Linked DNA regions of Mus musculus: region 2 is linked to region 1. The links are chromatin contacts, called in public promoter capture Hi-C maps. All regions are on one chromosome and are shown on one strand. The core of a region is the stretch at or near the end of the contact, and the rest is flanking DNA. Distances in the headings are between cores, read along the strand shown. Region 1 holds the start of Cacna2d1 (calcium channel, voltage-dependent, alpha2/delta subunit 1). Region 2 has its middle 89 kb from the start of Cd36.

Region 1 (3,086 bases), core at 507-3,006:
CGTTCTGCCAATTAAACGAAGCTCCACAGATGGCTTTTACCCTTTTGCTTCATAACAGAAAGGATATGCAATCATTTTTATGGAAGATTATCTAAAGAGAACATTACTGTAAATCAATGCCATAAATATTAGACACCCCCTTTCTCCTGGCTGGAATATGCATCTCTAGATGCTTGCACTGACAACTAAGGTGATAAATGCTCTAGGCCAAATCTTAAATAATAGCTGTCGGGTTCCAGCTAGTACGGATGCACTTCTAGTGTACCCCAAAACTCCAGGATTCAGCTCACTGCCAACAAAGGACAGCAAGTGATTCCCTGCAGCATAAAAGCCGGGAAGGCTACCTTGGGCTTTGTTTTTGTTATGTAAAATGCATTAAAGTGACTCACCCACTTAAGACTACCTACTCTGAACAGCTTTAAAGTACCTTCAAGAACCAAAATAAATGCTTTCCCAGAATGCCAGATAAGCTATTCAGCGCATTTAAAAATACGTATATGTGCCACTGACTCTGATTCCTTCTTGCACCCGAGAGAGCGAAGAATGGTTGCACTGCATCCCTTCCTGCCGTGTGACTACAGCTACCTTTCAACACTCTATTTCTAGAATAGCAACGGTTTCTTTCTCTCTTTCTCTTTTTGAAAGTTATTTTAGAAATGTTAAAAATAAGGGAAAATTGCTGGAGACTGGGGAAACAGTCCCACCCTCAAAGAATAGGGGTTCTATTCATTCTAAGAACAGGAACCGCGTGTCTGTCGGCACTTAGATGTTTCAAATAAAGGGTTGGGTAGGTTGGCTTGGGTGGCCCTTGTACCTGTGAGCACTGGGGTGGACAGCTCGCTTAGCTGCCGGGAGCGAGCTGGCTACAAACCAGGGAAGCTGTCAGGCGCTCCTAGTAATTTGGGATCTAAATGAGTTTGGACAGCACAGCAATTAGCATCCTAGAGGCCAAGTACAGGAGAAGCGCAAGCTACCGGGGTCAGCCTGAAATTAACTCTGAAATACCTAACGGAAACCCAACTTTTTCATCTGGCTGGGTTTGGTGGGAGCTGGGTATGCTCACAAAGTTTTTCCCCAAGTCCGGCTACAGTCTTCAGCTTGCAGCATCCTCGGAGACCAGGCTGAGACGCCGCCGACGGCTAGCGGACGTTCCCTGGGACGGTGCGGCCGGCCGAGGCTCGGCACGCCGGTTCCGAGCTCACTCCAGCGGCCAGCAGCGCATCACCGGGCGGCCCAGCCTCCGAGGCTCCCGGCCGCGCTCCCCGCCCCCCACCGGCAGCCCGCCCGGCATCGAGCGGGGACCCCCGCCTCCAGCCCAACCTGGGCCCGCCGACTTACGTGACGGGCGAAGGGAAGGGCTCCTCGCTCGAGGGGCCGATCAGCCCAGATTGGAAAAGTGTCAGAGTCAAGGCCAGCAGGCAGCCAGCAGCCATCTTCGCGATCGAAGATCAGTGCCCTCCCTGCCGGCCCGGAGGCGGCGGAGCTGCACGAGGCGGCTGAGGGACGGAGCCGGGGCGCCGACGTCTGCGGGAGAGCGCGCGGGGAGAAGCGGGCTGGGCACGGGCGGGCGGCCGGGCGGGCCGGGCGGGGCCGGGCGGACTCTCTAGCGCGTGGCTGCCGCTCCGTGCCACGGCTGCCTCGCCTGCGCCGCCATCAAGGGCGACTGTGGAAACAGAGCTCGGCCAGCCCGCCGGCGCCCGCGCGCTCTGGCTCCCAGCGCTCGCCTCCCTGATTTATCCGCGGTCGCCGAGGAGAGGGCGGGGGCGGGGCGGGGGCGGAGGGGGCGGCGCGGGGACGCGGCGGCTGCGGGGATGGGGGTGGCCGGAGCGGGGCTCCGGCTGCCTTCCCCGGGCGGGTCTCGGGGAGGCGGCTGTGGGTGGGCAGCGGGAGGGCCGGGCGTCAGAGCCGGGCGGGGACGGCCCGGGCGCAGCCCTCCGTACAAGGCAGGGAGGAACTCCCAAAGTCGCCGTCGCCTGCTCCCGCCGCGGGGCGTGCGGAGGCCGAGCGGACGGAGCCCGTAGGTGCTCCCCGAGGGACCACCGGCCGGCCGCGCGTATCTACCGCTCGCGCAGGCTCCTGCCGAGCACTTTGCTCGCCTCCTCCGGGTTATTTTTTGCACAATCTGGCAGGGGCCCCCAAGCCCTTCTCCCAGGCGTAGAATCCGCTGCCTGCCTAAGAATCATGAAGTGATTTAACAACAAATCTAGGAGGGGTTTGTGGTGCTTTAGAAAACGCCGCTGTGGACTCAACCAGGTGGCACTGGTTTTCATGGTGTGCCAGGGGGTTAGGGCCTTTGACAGGGCTCTAACTAATGGTGCCAGCGGCCCTACACCCACGTACAAGTAGACTTGGTTTACCTGGCGGGGGCAGATCCTCAAGGGGCGGACTCTGGGAATCATTGCAGAACAAGCTAGCAGATGCTGTAAGATGTCTTTCCTACTCGTCCATAAGAAGCAAGGCTAGAGGGTGGTTAGTGTTGCAAGGGGCTTTGGCAACATCTTAGCAAGCAACCTTCCAACTGGTTGAAAATTTTCCCGTCCTGACCACTGGACTGCTTTGTGAACAAGCTTGTTGCCTGCTGAATTCACTTTCTCAGTGTGAACACAGAGCGGAGGTTAACATCAGAAACAGGTGGCCCTCTGCAAATTGCATCTGAAATGTGGAGGAAGGGCTGGTTTTACCTCCACTCTGGGGAGAAGCAAGGCTATCTAGGGCCTTCTAGAAAGAGCAAAACAAAACAAAACAAAACCATCGGTCTTCATTTATACCTTCCCTGCCTGGCTCAGGCCACTTTCGAGGACAGACTTGGTGGGCCGCTGCTAGAAAGGCTTCATGGAACAGCCCAAATTCTTAAGCTGCTTGCAGAAGGATATGAAAACACTTTGACATGAAGTCAGAGAATACAGTTCCTGATAAGAAAAAAGACCCTCACACTAAGGCGAAGAGTCTGTAATGATGTTGTGGCTGTAAGATTATTAACCCCTTTTATAGAAGATTGTTAATCGCCCCTTTTATAGACGGGTAGATAGACCTCTACTCATTCGGAATTGATCAGACAAAGAGATGGTGATGATGGGAGTGATTGC
Region 2 (3,448 bases), core at 281-2,780, 1.8 Mb before region 1:
GGCAACGTACTTTTTAATCAAGCTTTACAATTCTCCCCAGGTGTCAGCTGGTACCATGGTTTAGGAGGAGGGAACATGCGGTGTATGCAAATTAAACTATGCTTAATCCAGTCTGCCTCCTTTGACCCTGCTTTCTAACACTATACTCTTAATACCTCTGTAGTTAAATGAAACCAACTGTGTTATGCCATTTGCCATAGCTGACGGTTCACATCTTGTGACCCATGTTAGTGAGTGGTGATTCTTGCTGATGCTCAGTCAGCTCTATTGTTGTGTCTTCCAGCCATTTTATCAGCATGAGTCACTCCCCTTGTGCCAATGCCTGCTGATCACACTCCACTTTATGCTTTCTTCTTAGTCATCCTGGTTGCCAGTCTTTATTTAGACAAACTAGCAGCTCATATAGCGCATTTCTCCCATCTGGCATTAACTGTTTTGTTTGTTTGTTTGTTTATTTATGTTTTCTCGTGAAGCCTTTTGCTCTCCTGCTTTCTTTTTCTTTTAATCTGATGGCTCTATGATAATAAATGAAGACTACAATACATATTTGTAATTTATCTCATAGCTTCTTCAACATTCATTTGGTTGTAGCTATTATACTAAATCTTAATATGTAACATTAAAGATTAGATTAATAAATTTTCATCATTTAAATGAGATTATTTCTTTAGTACACTTTCATGCCAGCTGGAGTGTGTGTGTGTGTTTCTTCCCCATGTATATCGTGGAAGTAATGAATGAATAAGATAATTATATAAATCAAATGAGAAGGAAGGATGAAGATAGGAAAGCAACTGATTTAAGTAGCTCATCTTATGCCACATTACTTATATTAAAGATTCAAAATCATCTGATATGATGCTTCCACATAAAACAAAACAAAACAAAACAAAACCAGTGTCAATGAATTCTACTGTCTGTAGGTAACAATTTTTTTTCCTTCTTTCCTTCTTCCTCTTTCTTTCTTTCTTTCTTTCTTTTTTTCTTTCTTTCTTTCTTTCTTTCTTTCTTTCTTTCTTTCTTTCTTTCTTTCTTTCTTTCTTCCTCTCTTTCTTTCAGAACACATTCAGAGGCCTGTTCAAGCTCATACTTTAAATTTTACATGGAATGAGTATTCAGTAGACATTTTTTGTTTGTTATTACCCCTGCCCCCACCAGGAAACCATCTATATTCATAAACGTCAGGGCTAATATTGACAGATGGTGCTACAAATGAGATTGGAGAAATAAGGACAAAAGAAAATTCAGAGAGAAGAAAGAGAAAGATAGAGTTTAAAAGGAGGAGAGGTAGATACAAAAGCAATAGAGGAAGACAGACTCCAGTGCCACGTGGCTCAGCTGCACCTGTGACGGATCCTCCTCCACACGAGGGTGGGGATGCCTGAGGGAAGTCAAATCCACATGAGCATGTCACTCAATTCACTTCTCTCATTTTTCTTTTGGTAAAGGGTAAACCACATGTTGGTGATCACCAGGATTCCTTTTTACTGAGAACTCCATAAAAGGTCACATACTAAGCCAGGTGGCAGCTTGGCAACTCCAGCAAATGTTTACATTCCAAACATACTCCGAAGGCACCCCACGGAGCTTGAACAGGCCTCTGAATGTGTTCTGAAAGAAAGAGAGAAAGAAAGAAAGAAAGAAAGAAAGAAAGAAAGAAAGAAAGAAAGAAAGAAAGAAAGAAAGAAAGAGGAAGAAGGAAAGAAGGAATCTTAAATATGAATTGCTTTTTGGAATTTACTGAAGTGTCCTTTCATTCTTTTCTAAAAGAATTCTGTCTGAGAAAGCCATCTGGGAAGTATGCAGCTCAGGTCTTCCTGTGGGTTGCAAACACTACTGTGTGCTGATTACAAACCAATGGAAGGGTCACTTTCTGACATTGAAAGTCTAAATCACTTTCAGCATGGAGGAGACATATGTGTTGGGATGGATCCCATTTAATTAGTTTGCTGTAGCTGAACTCCAGAGTGAATCTGGCTGAAGCCAACTGTTAACAAATACACCAGATTTTAGCATCTGGAAGGAAGGCCATCCAAAACAAATTATATGAGCTACATAGAATGTAGCTCTGGTGTGGTCATCTGATTCCTTAGCAGTGACCATAGCCTGCTTATGTAGGATGAACTTTTAACCCAAGAAATGACAATTTTGCAAACAACAGCTGCACAGCTCTTATGCCAATGGAACTATAAAGATTCAAATAAAGTGATTTGTGTGTTTAGTGGTATTAGCCCTTCAGAAATGGCTATTTCTTTCAGACTGAGAAAATAAGAATGTTTGGAGCTCATCTTTAGAAGATAAACCATGACTTAGGGAAAACAAATATAATTGTTTCTCCTTCTCTGAATCAACTGAATCAATGTCTATTTTTCTCTTACATCTGAAAATTGTGTTGTGCCATAAATCAATTTGTTCCCATCCTGACATAGTGTGGTCTTCCCTATACCTGCCGACCTGCCATGCTTGGCACTTTCAGGTAGTTATTGATTGAATCTACAGATTCAGTCGCATCTCATGACATACTGTCATCACTCTCTTAATTACCTAATGTAGTTGCTGCTGACCATGACAATGTGCGCAATAAAGTAGACACACATTAGTAAAGTGTAAACAGAAAAGAAATTAGATGAGCTAAGGCAATTTTCATAAAAGCCCCTTCACCTAAATGGGAGGTATCACAAATTTTGTTAGAGACTTTCAGGGAATGAGATGGATCATCTTTACAGCCATCTGAATGGTGGTATATGTTATAGATGAAGTGAGCATATTTAGAAAGAAAGTCAATAACACCTCCCCCCCCACACACACAAACATACAGATATAGATACAGACACACACACACAGACACACACACACACCTGTATACTAGGGTTCTTTGGGAAGGGTTGTGCTGTGTTTGTCAGTACATTTACTTCTCTAAGCACGAATAGGAAAGCATCACCTGTCTCATCACTAAGCAAAGTTCCACAAGGTCTTGTTAAGGACTTGTCCTGAGCCTCAGCATCCAAAAAGCTTCTCTAACAGTGAGTGCAGACACTGAGTAGTCCATAGCAGGCCATCAATTCATCTGCAGCATCTGTCTACTTTTGACATGTCTTAAGAGTGAACAAGACAAATTCTCTTGCTATTCTCTATTCTTTAGTAGGTTGAAGGTAATTTGGTGATTATGAATATTTTCTTCTCACTTGTTTTTCCCCTTCTTTCCTGCCTTCTTCATTCTATTTGATTAAAAAAAACATTTCAAGGAAGACTAGGCAGAAAAAAAGGGGTTATAGAGAAAGCTTTAGATTTTGGCAGTCAAAAGGAATGAGCATATTCCATTTTTTAGAAATTTCATGGTAGCTAAAAACCCTTTAATTATCTGAAAGTTATGTATATTTTCACATCGATTAATCATTCCATTCATACATTCCTATCATGGCATATATGCATTTTCATTAGGAATTTT

Evidence for each region. Promoter capture Hi-C pulls out the DNA fragments that hold promoters and counts their contacts.
Region 2: a contact with region 1 is called in a promoter capture Hi-C map of stem cell-derived epiblast-like cells, with 2.6 times the contacts expected there. The contact joins the enhancer-like site here to the promoter of Cacna2d1 in region 1. A contact is called at or near these places in 7 of 39 promoter capture datasets (the 3T3-L1 cell line, 3T3-L1-derived adipocytes, the HPC-7 cell line and 3 more) and 2 of 115 datasets of contacts at active chromatin or transcription factors (forebrain and stem cell-derived neural progenitor cells).

The regions. Positions count from the first base shown.
Region 1 is chr5:15,933,361-15,936,446 of GRCm38.p6, reverse strand. Cacna2d1 (calcium channel, voltage-dependent, alpha2/delta subunit 1) reads right to left here and starts at 1,756. Exons shown (of 39, transcript NM_001110844.1): 1 at 1,339-1,756. The coding sequence starts at 1,433. Gm3510 (a long non-coding RNA gene) reads left to right here and starts at 2,184. Exons shown (of 2, transcript XR_003955870.1): 1 at 2,184-3,086.
Region 2 is chr5:17,745,338-17,748,785 of GRCm38.p6, reverse strand. No RefSeq gene overlaps it. Among named protein-coding and RNA genes, the nearest start is that of Cd36, 89 kb to the left of the region's middle. Within about 2 kb of position 1,530, at least 36 of the 459 cell types and tissues checked have an H3K27ac peak or open chromatin away from gene starts, as enhancers often do. A contact at or near this core is called in stem cell-derived epiblast-like cells, where this site is marked.